2 separate regions of the Arachis hypogaea genome follow, and region 2 is linked to region 1. The links are chromatin contacts, called in public Hi-C maps. All regions are on one chromosome and are shown on one strand. Each heading gives the region's core, a stretch centred on a gene start, on an enhancer-like site or on the middle of the called end of the contact. The rest is flanking DNA. Distances are from core to core; before and after follow the strand shown. Region 1 holds the start of LOC112720703 (BOI-related E3 ubiquitin-protein ligase 1). Region 2 holds the start of LOC112720713.

Region 1 (5,213 bases), core at 1,236-3,735:
ATCTTATCTTTGGTAAAAAAAAAAAACACTTTATCATTCTCACAAAAAATAACACTAGTTAACGAAAGAAAAATAAAAGAATATATATAAATAAGTTAATGTCAACGAAATAAAATTTTTAAAAGAAAGAAAAAAAAAACAAAATTAAAAAAGAAAAAAAAGAACATAAAGAAGAAAATGCCAGTACTAACGCCTAACCCTAACGAAGTAGTCATGTACAATCAATTACCCTAAAGGTAATTCAAAAGAGCAGGGAGAAAAAAATGTAATTTTATTTATAATTTGTTTTTTTCTTTCAACTTTTTTGGTGGTTGAGTAAGGACCTGTTTGGGAAGGCCATTGCTATGAACAAACTCATTGTGTGGTAAGAAAAAGAAAAAAAAAATGATGAAATTTTGATCAGAGAAAGACCTCAACGGTTGAATTCTTGAGTGTAAGGCAAACGGGGCACGCGCGGAAGTGCGCCTCGCATTCCGTACAGATGCATAAGTGCCGACACGGCAGAACCACAACTGAAGCCACGCGCCGCCCGCATCCCCGGCACTTTGGACGCGCCGCCGCTGCCGAAACCATCACCACCCTGTCCGGGTCCACATACGCTGATTCTGCGTCCTCCGCCTGTCCCTCAACTGCGCATGACAATCCGGCGCCACCGTCATCTCCGCCGTGTGTGGCGGCGCCAGCAGAGGCCATCATGGTCTGCTGGAGCTGCGCCTGTAACGATGCCGCCGCCGCTTCCTGGGTCCTCGCCTTCGCCATCCACACCTGCGCCTCCGCTGCGAGCTGCGCGGCACGCGCCTCCAGCTCGGCGTTCCGCCGTGTGGCCTTCTCAACCTCCGCCTCCTTCTCCCTGAGCCGCCGTGCCACCACCTCCTCCGCGGCGCTCAGCAGCGCCCGGTAATGCCTCTGCCTTTTCTCTGCCAATGCCCGCCGCAACTCCTCCCCCTGAAGAAGTTTTCCGGACACCCGTTATGATTGGTTGCTTTGAACTTTTATCCCCACACAAAAAAAAAAAAAAAAAACAAAGAATGAATAATTTGGTACCTGAGCTTGGAGGAATTGTTCAATTTCGTCCCTTTGTTGTTTGATTTGGGAAGCAAATCCTTGTGAGAACAGAGATAAGAGAGAAGAAGAAGAAGATGAAGATTGAGATCCATGAAGAAGTTGTTGTTGGTCGATGGTAGAGTTGGATAAGCGTAGGCCTGTTGAGACCACATTATTGTGCAGCTGAGAAAGGTGTATGAGTTGTGGAGGTTGGGATTCGAAAGGTATCAATGGATTATTATTATTATTATTGTTCATGACAACATTGCTGTTGCTGTGAACTGTGGCCTCTCTTGTTCTCTTTCGAGAATTAGCACCTGGAAATGAAATGATTTAGAAAGGAGAAAAAAAGAGAAATTAAAAGTTGTGGTTTGCGAAGATGAAACGTACTTCCATGATTGTTGTTGTATAAGATTGGTTGATCAAGGACTAGTCCTGCTGCCTGCTGTCCTTCTTGCCCGTTGTTTCTGTTAAATCCAATAACAGGGTATGAATCCATGACTCAACACAAACACAAAACAGGGCATATATAGAAATGGGAACCTGTTTAGAAAGAGAATATTTGAGGGATACTGAGCTTGAACTGCCATCAATATACTTGAATTCCTCCTTCTTGCTTCTCTTCTTGTATTAGATAGATGCAAAATTTGATTAAGCGCCTCTTATTAGCACCTCCTCTTTTTCTCTTGAGTTACAATTACAACTAGTCTCCTCCTTGCTATCTATCTCCTTATTCCCCTTACATACACACCCCAAATTATTATTTAAATACTTTCCTCCACTCTACATATATGTATCAATCTCACCTATATTGCTAATTTAGACAAGACTTAATAAGAGAGAGAGAGAGAGTGCGCTTAGTTTTGTGTGTGGGTATGTGTGAACGAAGAAGGAGGGCGTTGGTAAATGGGTGATGTATTGTTGTTATTGTTGTTGTTGGAGGGTACGCAGATTTCTGCCAATGGAAATTATTATTGTTTGTATATGACTGACTCACCCATACATACATGCGTCTCTTGTTACTTCTTACCTGTTACCTTTTCTTTCTTTCCTAACAATTCTTTTCTAATTAAATTCCAACAAAATTGTTTTCTTATTTTTTATTTTTTACCCTTCTAGGAACATATATATTTAGATAAACATAATGGGAAAACGGAAAATTGAAGTAACACTAATTAACACCTGGAAACCAAACAGAGAAGAAAAAAATAGAGGAATTAACAGCACTATGTCTCTCTCTATCCTTATTCGTATTTTTGGGTATCGGAGACGTCTCAGACATTGGGGGCACACCCCACGCGGAATAATACCACAACTACTCCTTTTTCTATATATATAGCTAGGGATTTCCTTTTCTTTTTTTTCTCAGGCAACTTCCCAATGCAGGTAACTGAGCTACTCGGATATTGAATCTAAAATTTTAGGAACACAAAATTTCAGCAGTACGTTCAGAAAATAAGAATACATAGAATTGAAATTTTTAGTGATAGAGAACGTAATTTTAATAATGTTTTTTTTAAAAATTATTTTTGTCTAGTTATTTAATTTTTATATTTGTTTTAAATCAAATATAATACTAAAATATAATTTAGTCTAATATATTTTACATAAAAAACAATATAAAATTTTAATTTAATTTTTGTTTCCTAATATTAGCCTCGTATTTTGTATCATTATTATTATTATTATTATTATTATTATTATTATTGAAACACCCTTTTAATTTAGATAATATCAATTTGATATATATAGTAATTAATAGTATAAATGATATTAATTTATGTTGAAGGTAAAGGCAAAAGTGGGTTTTTTTTCAGTAATGTTAAAAAAAAAAATCAACTCAAACAGCCACCCTTATGCTAAGGTATAATGATGGAATTTCTTTTTATAAAAGTAAAATATGAAGTGTATGCATTACCATACTAAATTATATATTGGATTAAAAGTAATTATAATATACTTTTAAATATTTATCACACTATTAGTAAAAATTATTTCACATTGTATTGCTTCATTACCCTTTTTTTTTATACGTAATTACCCTTGTTTAATTTTCACAGTATTGTGGATTAACAACATTTAAATAAAAATACTTTAAAGAATATAAAATTTGATTAAATGATATACGTGGCAAATTTTTATCCCCAAACAACTAATAAGTATTACGTATAGTTGAATTCTATAACGATATCTCTTGTCTCAAAAAAATAAAAATAAACATTTTTAGCAAAAAAAGTCAAAATTTATTATTTTTAATTTTATTTAATACATTTTATTTATCATATATAAAATAATGTTAGACTGTTTAACCTGATTTTTTTTGTCTTTTTAATATTATCATTTGGTTTTGACGTAATCCGTATTTTGCCTTTTTTTTTTATACCTTCTTAATAATAGACTGTATAAAGAACAAATTAAGTAACAACACTTAAATTAAGAGCTTTGAATCTATTGTTGAAAATTAAGACGACACATAAAAAGCTATAATTAACAATTTAACATTAACATTGTTTGAAACACACGCCACTACATTGGATTAAATTTGTAACTGACTCCAGTTTTAACTCATTTGTTTAGATTAAATTCGCAAACCCCCAAACTTATATTTAGTATATTTTACTAATTAATTACCGTTTGATTAAATCTTAATTAAAAAGCAAATGCTAATGCATGGTAACGCTGAGTTCAAATTTTTTTACTGGCTCTTGAATGTTCAAGTTCAAACTCTTTGAAACAGCTGTGTTTAGAAAACGATGAATGAATTAAACTACATCCCCGATCTAGATGCCTCATTGGAAGAACTATATATTGTGTGTTGAATTTTCTTTCTTTCTTTCTTTGCTAATTTAAATAAATTTCCTTCTTCTTGGAGAGGAATTTTTGCTATTTAAAAGGAGTTTCACACATGACTATTTCAAAATAACCTAATATAAAGAACAAATTAAACGTAGAGCAAAGTTTATAGTATCCCATTAGTATAGCGCAATGGAAGTAAAGAAATTAAGAATGGAAACTTTCAAACATGACATGGTGTAGTTGTAACAAAATTGACTATTTTATTTTTAGGTGTAAAACCAATGGAAATAATTATCGGTATTTTCTCTGTTTACAATCTTGTTTTAAGTTCCTATGTGACTTGATCTGCAATTTATATTTTCAATTTTCGGATCTCTATAACGCCTTCACGAAAGGAATGTAGCTAGATTCCTTAGGGATTATAATTACCTTTGTAAAATCATGAAAGGTTGAGCAAAAAACAAAAATATGATAGCTGGATTAGCTAATTATTGAGGATAACAACAGGATTTTAACGTGTTTTAATACTGACATAATTAAATAGAGTTATATTTAGATTGCTCAGAGAAATGGTTTAAAAAACAGCAAAAAGTTAATAAAGGACTATTAATAATTAGATTAGATCATTTTTAAATTTTACACATGCGGGCATATGGCCAATATATATTTTATGAAAAAAATTTTGTGAGGTAACATAGTACAGTTAATATTACTGTCAACATTTAACATAAATAAATCTAAAATTTTTAAAAATAAAAACATATAAAAATTTAATTAGAAAAATATTTGAAGTTTAATCTAAATAAAAACTCATCTTAAATAAATTTCATATTAATCTTATTTAATAATCTATAATAATTTAGCTAAAATTACTGCTAGAAAACTGCTTATTACAAAGGAATTTATAGATAGATTTAATTTTTATTATAGACAAATTTTTAGTTACTATAAATATTGTCCATCAGTAAAGCCTCATCGAAAATTATTTACCGACAGATTTTTTTGTTACCGACAGATTTTTCTTTGGTAATCGTCCCATCCATTTCACTATAAATATCATATTTTTTGATAGATTTAATGTCAGTAACTGACGTCAAACTTTCTAATAGTTTTTTTTGTCGGTATTTAGAACCTAGAAAAGCATTTACAACACTACATACTGACGAATTTTTTCGTTTGTAAATCCGTTAGTATGGTAAAGCAGAATTTTTTTTAAATTTTTTTATTGCAAGATAAACTTATTTTCATAAAAAATAAATATAAATTTAATCAAGATAAATTTTCATCCAATTTTTATCTAACTTATATTAAAACATTCATAATATTTAAAAAAATAAACAAGTTTATCGCATTTTCAAAAAATAAACAACATT
Region 2 (5,295 bases), core at 1,949-4,448, 990 kb after region 1:
AACATAAAAGATTAAATTACTCATAATATATTCTACTAAAAATTAAAAACCCATTACGTCTTACCTTAGTACTAGGAATTGTAGTTCCAATTTGATCACTAAAATCAAGTGTGATAAGATCACATTCTGTAGTCAGTGACATATTCTGTGTATTACATACATTATTGGGGACTAAATCTTTGTTAGGAGGAATATCCATGATTATTATCAACTGAAGAATATTATATGAGTAGATTTGGTTGAAAGGCAAATACTTAAAATAATTTGTCAAAGTATAAAGAATTAGTCGGAGTGAGCACGTATATATATACAACCAATAAAGATAATCAAATTTTAATTCTATCTTTTCTTAAATTTTTAAACTAAGTGAACAATTCTAAAAAATTTTATGTTATCTTATCGTTTGGTTAAAATCTAATACAAATTGAATTTTATCTTGATTTTTATTTTACAATTTAACAAAGTAAATTTTATTAATTCATATGATTATATCTTATTTATAATTATTTTTAAGTAGATAAATACTCAAATAATAATAATAATAATAATAATAATAATAATAATAATAATAAGAAGAAGAAGAAGAAGAAGAAGAAGAAGAAGAAGAAGATTAGACGAATCACTAATAATTAAATAAAAACATGAAGAAACTAGTTGAATAGCACTATACATGTTCAAGCACTTACCAATCGATTGAAATAATAATTGACGATACTTCAATCGATTTCATTAACAAAACAATCGATTGAATCAGTAATTGTGGATACTTCAATCGATTGCACTAACAAAGCAATCGATTGAATCAATAATTGAGGATACTTCACTAACAAAACAATCGATTGAATCAGTAAAATCGATTGAATGCATACAAACTCCTTATTGTAAGCATTCTTCAATCGATTGGTAAGCAAATTTGAATGCATATCAATTGATTTCAAGAACAACTGAAAAAATTTCAAGACCCTGAAACAGATTTTCTTCATTCTTCGACACATTTTCTTCATGGTCCAGGGCTTGGGATGATGCCCCTTGGATTTGTGATGCCTAGATTAGTGTATAGAAGATCAATAGCTTCTCCTTAATGATTGATAGCTTCATTTTGCCTCCTCATATCAGCAAATTGTCCCTCCATATATAATCTTATGCTTCGTAATTCATCCATCAAATCTCGCATTGTTGGCGAAGGAGGCGATGGTAGTGGGGTTCCTGGGATTGTGCTTGCACCTTCAGGTCTTGTGGTTGTCCTTGGATTTGAGGTTCTTGGGCATCCAGATCTTTTCCCATCTATCTTAGAGTGCTGTCATCAATCTTGACTACATTACTCAAGACGATACTTTTCTCTTCACTCAAGTCAATTCCAAGCTAGGTGAAAATCTTGCTTCATTGGCAAGCATATCCTAAACCAACACTTGATTTTTCTTTCTTCATTTCAAGCATATGATGAACCATAAAATAAGGCTAGTTTATCTCCTTTCCAGTCACCAATAGCCCAAAGCACTAGAATATCTTCGTTAAACAAGATTCTATGATTATGTTTTCTTGGAATCAACATGTATGAAAACAAATACATCAATATACGCTGCTCATTACCCAACCCACTGCAACTTATATTACCTCTAGCATCCATACGTGGATTCTCATACTGTAGACTCTGCAAACCAACCAATCTATTATATTCACCCCATTCCTCATCTGCCGCAATACCTCCAGTAAATTTTGCCCCATGATAAACTAAATTCCATTGTTCAGCTAATTGTTCCAAAGTAACTCTATAATATCGTGACCCTAAATCAAACTCAATCAGCGGCATTACTTCCTCACCCTCTTCATCAGTTTCAGGAACAACATAATTTAAAGTACTATAAACAGCCCTCACCAAGTGCGAATAATAATCATCCTTAGTTTGTACAAAATCAGTCAAGTGCTATGTTTGCAAAGCATTTCAGACTAAATTATAATGTCTATCATGAATAAACTCGGCTGTTATGTACCTGGGAGGAACAATTGCCCTTGACTCAAACTTCTCCACATAGTTGTTCAATGCCCTCGGAGACGGCAGCCACCTTGCCATGTAATGGGATGAAGAAACTAGTCTGGCGGATGCAGAACTTTCACCCTCAATCCTAGCTCTTTTGGCATTCTTAGCTCTGGCCATTTTGGGGATATTGGTTTAGTGAATTTTGTAAGGATTTGGATGAGGATTAATAATATGTATGTAGTTTGGAGTGGATGTTGGTGAGATTGGAGAAGAAGAAGAGAGAAGCTTTTTGGATTTAGAGAGAGAAGAGAGGTGTAGAAATGGTGTTGTTATGTTTTAAAACGGGGAGAGAGTCTGAATACGCATGGTTACCAGGTTGAATATAGCGCATTTCAAAATTCAATCGATTGGATTACATTACCAATCAATTGAATGCAAAAAAAAAACTTATTTACATTACATTCCAATCGATTGAATTCTCATACCAATCGATTGAATTGGAATATACCATTAGTCATGTACAAACTTCAATCGATTGGGTAACACAACCAATCGATTGAATTGTGCGACCTCAAGTTGCTTTGAAGCTTTCAATCGATTGAGTAATATAAACAATCGATTGAATTATAAAAAACCCACATTCTAGTCATCGTTCAATCGATTGGTTAATATGACCAATCGATTGATGTTTGCGAAAACTATCCTGCCTTGCAACTTTCAATCGATTGTTTTGTGATAACCTGAAGTCCAATCCAATCGATTGAGTTATGAGAAACCTGAAATTCAATTGATTGTTTTGTTAATTCAATCGATTGATTCTCTATGAAACACTATTTTACAACGCTCGAGAGATGTAACGGATCAAAGATAAATTTTTAATCGATTAGAATTGCCAAAAAATTATTACGAAGATCTAATTCTTTATTGTTTTTGTTTTTTATTATTAATAAACATAATAGATGAATAATAAAATAATAATTTATAAAATAAAAAATAATTTTTATAATTAAATAAAATATATAAAATTAATTTATAATTAAAGTTAAAAAAAATTATTTAATAATTATTAAAAAACTTAAAAAATATATTTTATTTAAAATCTTTAATGGTCTAGACATTTTGGCGGCACTAATCCGAAATCCGAAATACCGGTGATAATTGAAGGTGAAAATTTCCACCTACGTCCGAGATTTAATTAGTCACTTTTTTGCGTTCTACGTGGATGGATATTCAGAATAGAGAATTACCTTGATCCTGTCGGCAACGGTCATGAATATAAAGCGCCAAATCAGCACCACATGATTGTCTTTATTCAACCAACTCATTTAAGCTCTGTCAATATCCACTCACACCTACTCTCTCTCTCTCTCTCTCTCTCTCTCTCTCTCTCTCTCACGCAATTGAGTTGAGCCTCAATCCTCATTAACACTGATAACTTAAACTGAAACATAAAGTACATTACATAGGCTACGATTATGGAGGGTTTGATCAAGGGGTTGGTCCATGCTGCCCTTGGTGACGACGACAATGACGACCGCAACAACCGCCGCGATTCCCGAGATGAACGGTCTAGATCCTCCTGGGCTGAAGTCGTCTCCGGAGATCAGGATCAGGATCCGCAAGATCATCCTCCTCCCAGACACCACAACTGGACTTCACAGGTTACTTCAATTTCCCCTTTGGTTTTAGAATCAGATTCAGAACATAAATGATGACAACGAAAATAATAATCAGTGTCTTTAGTGATTGTACCTGTCTTCAGATCCAAATACATTTTTGTTCCGTCTCTAAAATCAAACGGGTATTCCCCAAAGTACAGACATTTAGGTTTTGTGCAATTTAATTTGATTCTATTCGAATTACATGAATAATTAGTGCTACTCTGAAATTCAGGGTAAAATTACATTTAAGATTTTCATATGGTATAGTGTGACACTAAATACCTATGTAAAGATTAAATTTTGAGGTTTAAGGATGATGAGTGTAATTCGCACTGAGATTTTATGAAATATACACCATGATTCTGGTAGTATTCTTGTATGTTGTAAAAATGAGACCTTTAAATCTATGTAAATCGTAGACATAACACTTAGGTCTGCTATGATCCATGGAACTCGGACGAATAGATACTAGATGAGTGAATTTCAGTTATCCTCAATGATGTGAACGCAATTTTTACTACCTATTCTATGCCAAATCATTGCGAGTAATAGGAGACTTTTTCAGGAGGGGCCTCGTTATGAGCAGGAGGAGTGGCGCCAACAGGGTTCTAGACTTTCCAACAGACCACAGAAGGTCCCATTTTGCCACTTGTTCAATTAATCTTGTCATTTGCTTCATTGAATTCAACCCCAACAACATATGAACAATTTAATTTTGCTTCATTAGTTTGTTATTGTTGCAGGAGGAGCAGCGGCACGATGATAGTTATGGGGATTCCTACAGGCCTCAAATGGTGGGTGAATTCATGTTCATTGTTAAATAAATGAGTTGGATGAGTATTGTCCTCCTGTATAAGCCCCGAGTTGATCTCAGTTATCTAGTATTGCTTTTGATGGTGTTGCTGTTATCATATTGTAGGAGCAATATCGTCCAAAGCAAGAAGAGTGGGAATCTCAGAGTTCCAACAGACACAAGAAGGTTAATATATATGTTTTCTTTTCCTTTTCCTTTTTCTTTTTGATAAACCCCCCCCCCCCCCTTTTCAAAATTATTGTTAAGATGCTAGCTTGAAGTAAATGGAAAATTGCAACTTCGAGTCTTTCTTGAGATTATAATTTAAAACTGTACTTATTGACATCGAGAAATATGGCGTGGTTTAGCCCTAAAATATATAATACATGTTGATTGCAATGTTCATCATGCACGTAGCAAGTAAGATTGTTCTAGTTATTTATTACCATAGGGTGTGATAGATATAGTTTGTTTCTGTAATGAGATTACACTTTGTTATATATGTTATGAAAAATAAAGTTGTGATAACAGAATCACATTCAAAAACCAAGCTCTTGTACTCTTGATTGTGTGCCCATTTACATATGGCACTGCTTTGATCCAAACTTTTCTGCTCTCTCTGCTTACAATTTCAGATTTTTATAGGATAGGAGTTAGAAGAAATAGTTCCTTTTTAAAATAAAAGAGATTATTTACATGATAAATGATCCATTGGCTGGACATTTGAAAATCAGGTTTCATGATAGTCTGAACATCAAACATATTGAGGGAACTTGGTTATCGGCCTTTTTTTTGCTGATGCTGTTGGCGAAATGAAATTTAACTATATTGGTGAAATCAATTTTATATTTTGCAGTTTGATG

The links. Hi-C and Micro-C count contacts between places; a contact is called where the count stands out from the background.
Region 2: a contact with region 1 is called in a Hi-C map of leaf, with 5 times the contacts expected there. The contact joins the promoter of LOC112720713 here to the promoter of LOC112720703 in region 1. A contact is called at or near these places in 2 of 8 Hi-C or Micro-C datasets (both in leaf).

The regions. Positions count from the first base shown.
Region 1 is chr11:37,815,474-37,820,686 of arahy.Tifrunner.gnm2.J5K5, forward strand. It overlaps LOC112720703 (BOI-related E3 ubiquitin-protein ligase 1), which reads right to left and starts at 2,486. Exons shown (of 4, transcript XM_025771744.3): 1 at 1,588-2,486; 2 at 1,435-1,511; 3 at 1,045-1,361; 4 at 257-945. The coding sequence starts at 1,634. The coding sequence ends at 400.
Region 2 is chr11:38,800,360-38,805,654 of arahy.Tifrunner.gnm2.J5K5, forward strand. LOC112720713 reads left to right here and starts at 3,199. Exons shown (of 8, transcript XM_025771758.3): 1 at 3,199-3,639; 2 at 4,205-4,273; 3 at 4,383-4,433; 4 at 4,559-4,618; 5 at 5,289-5,295. The coding sequence starts at 3,454.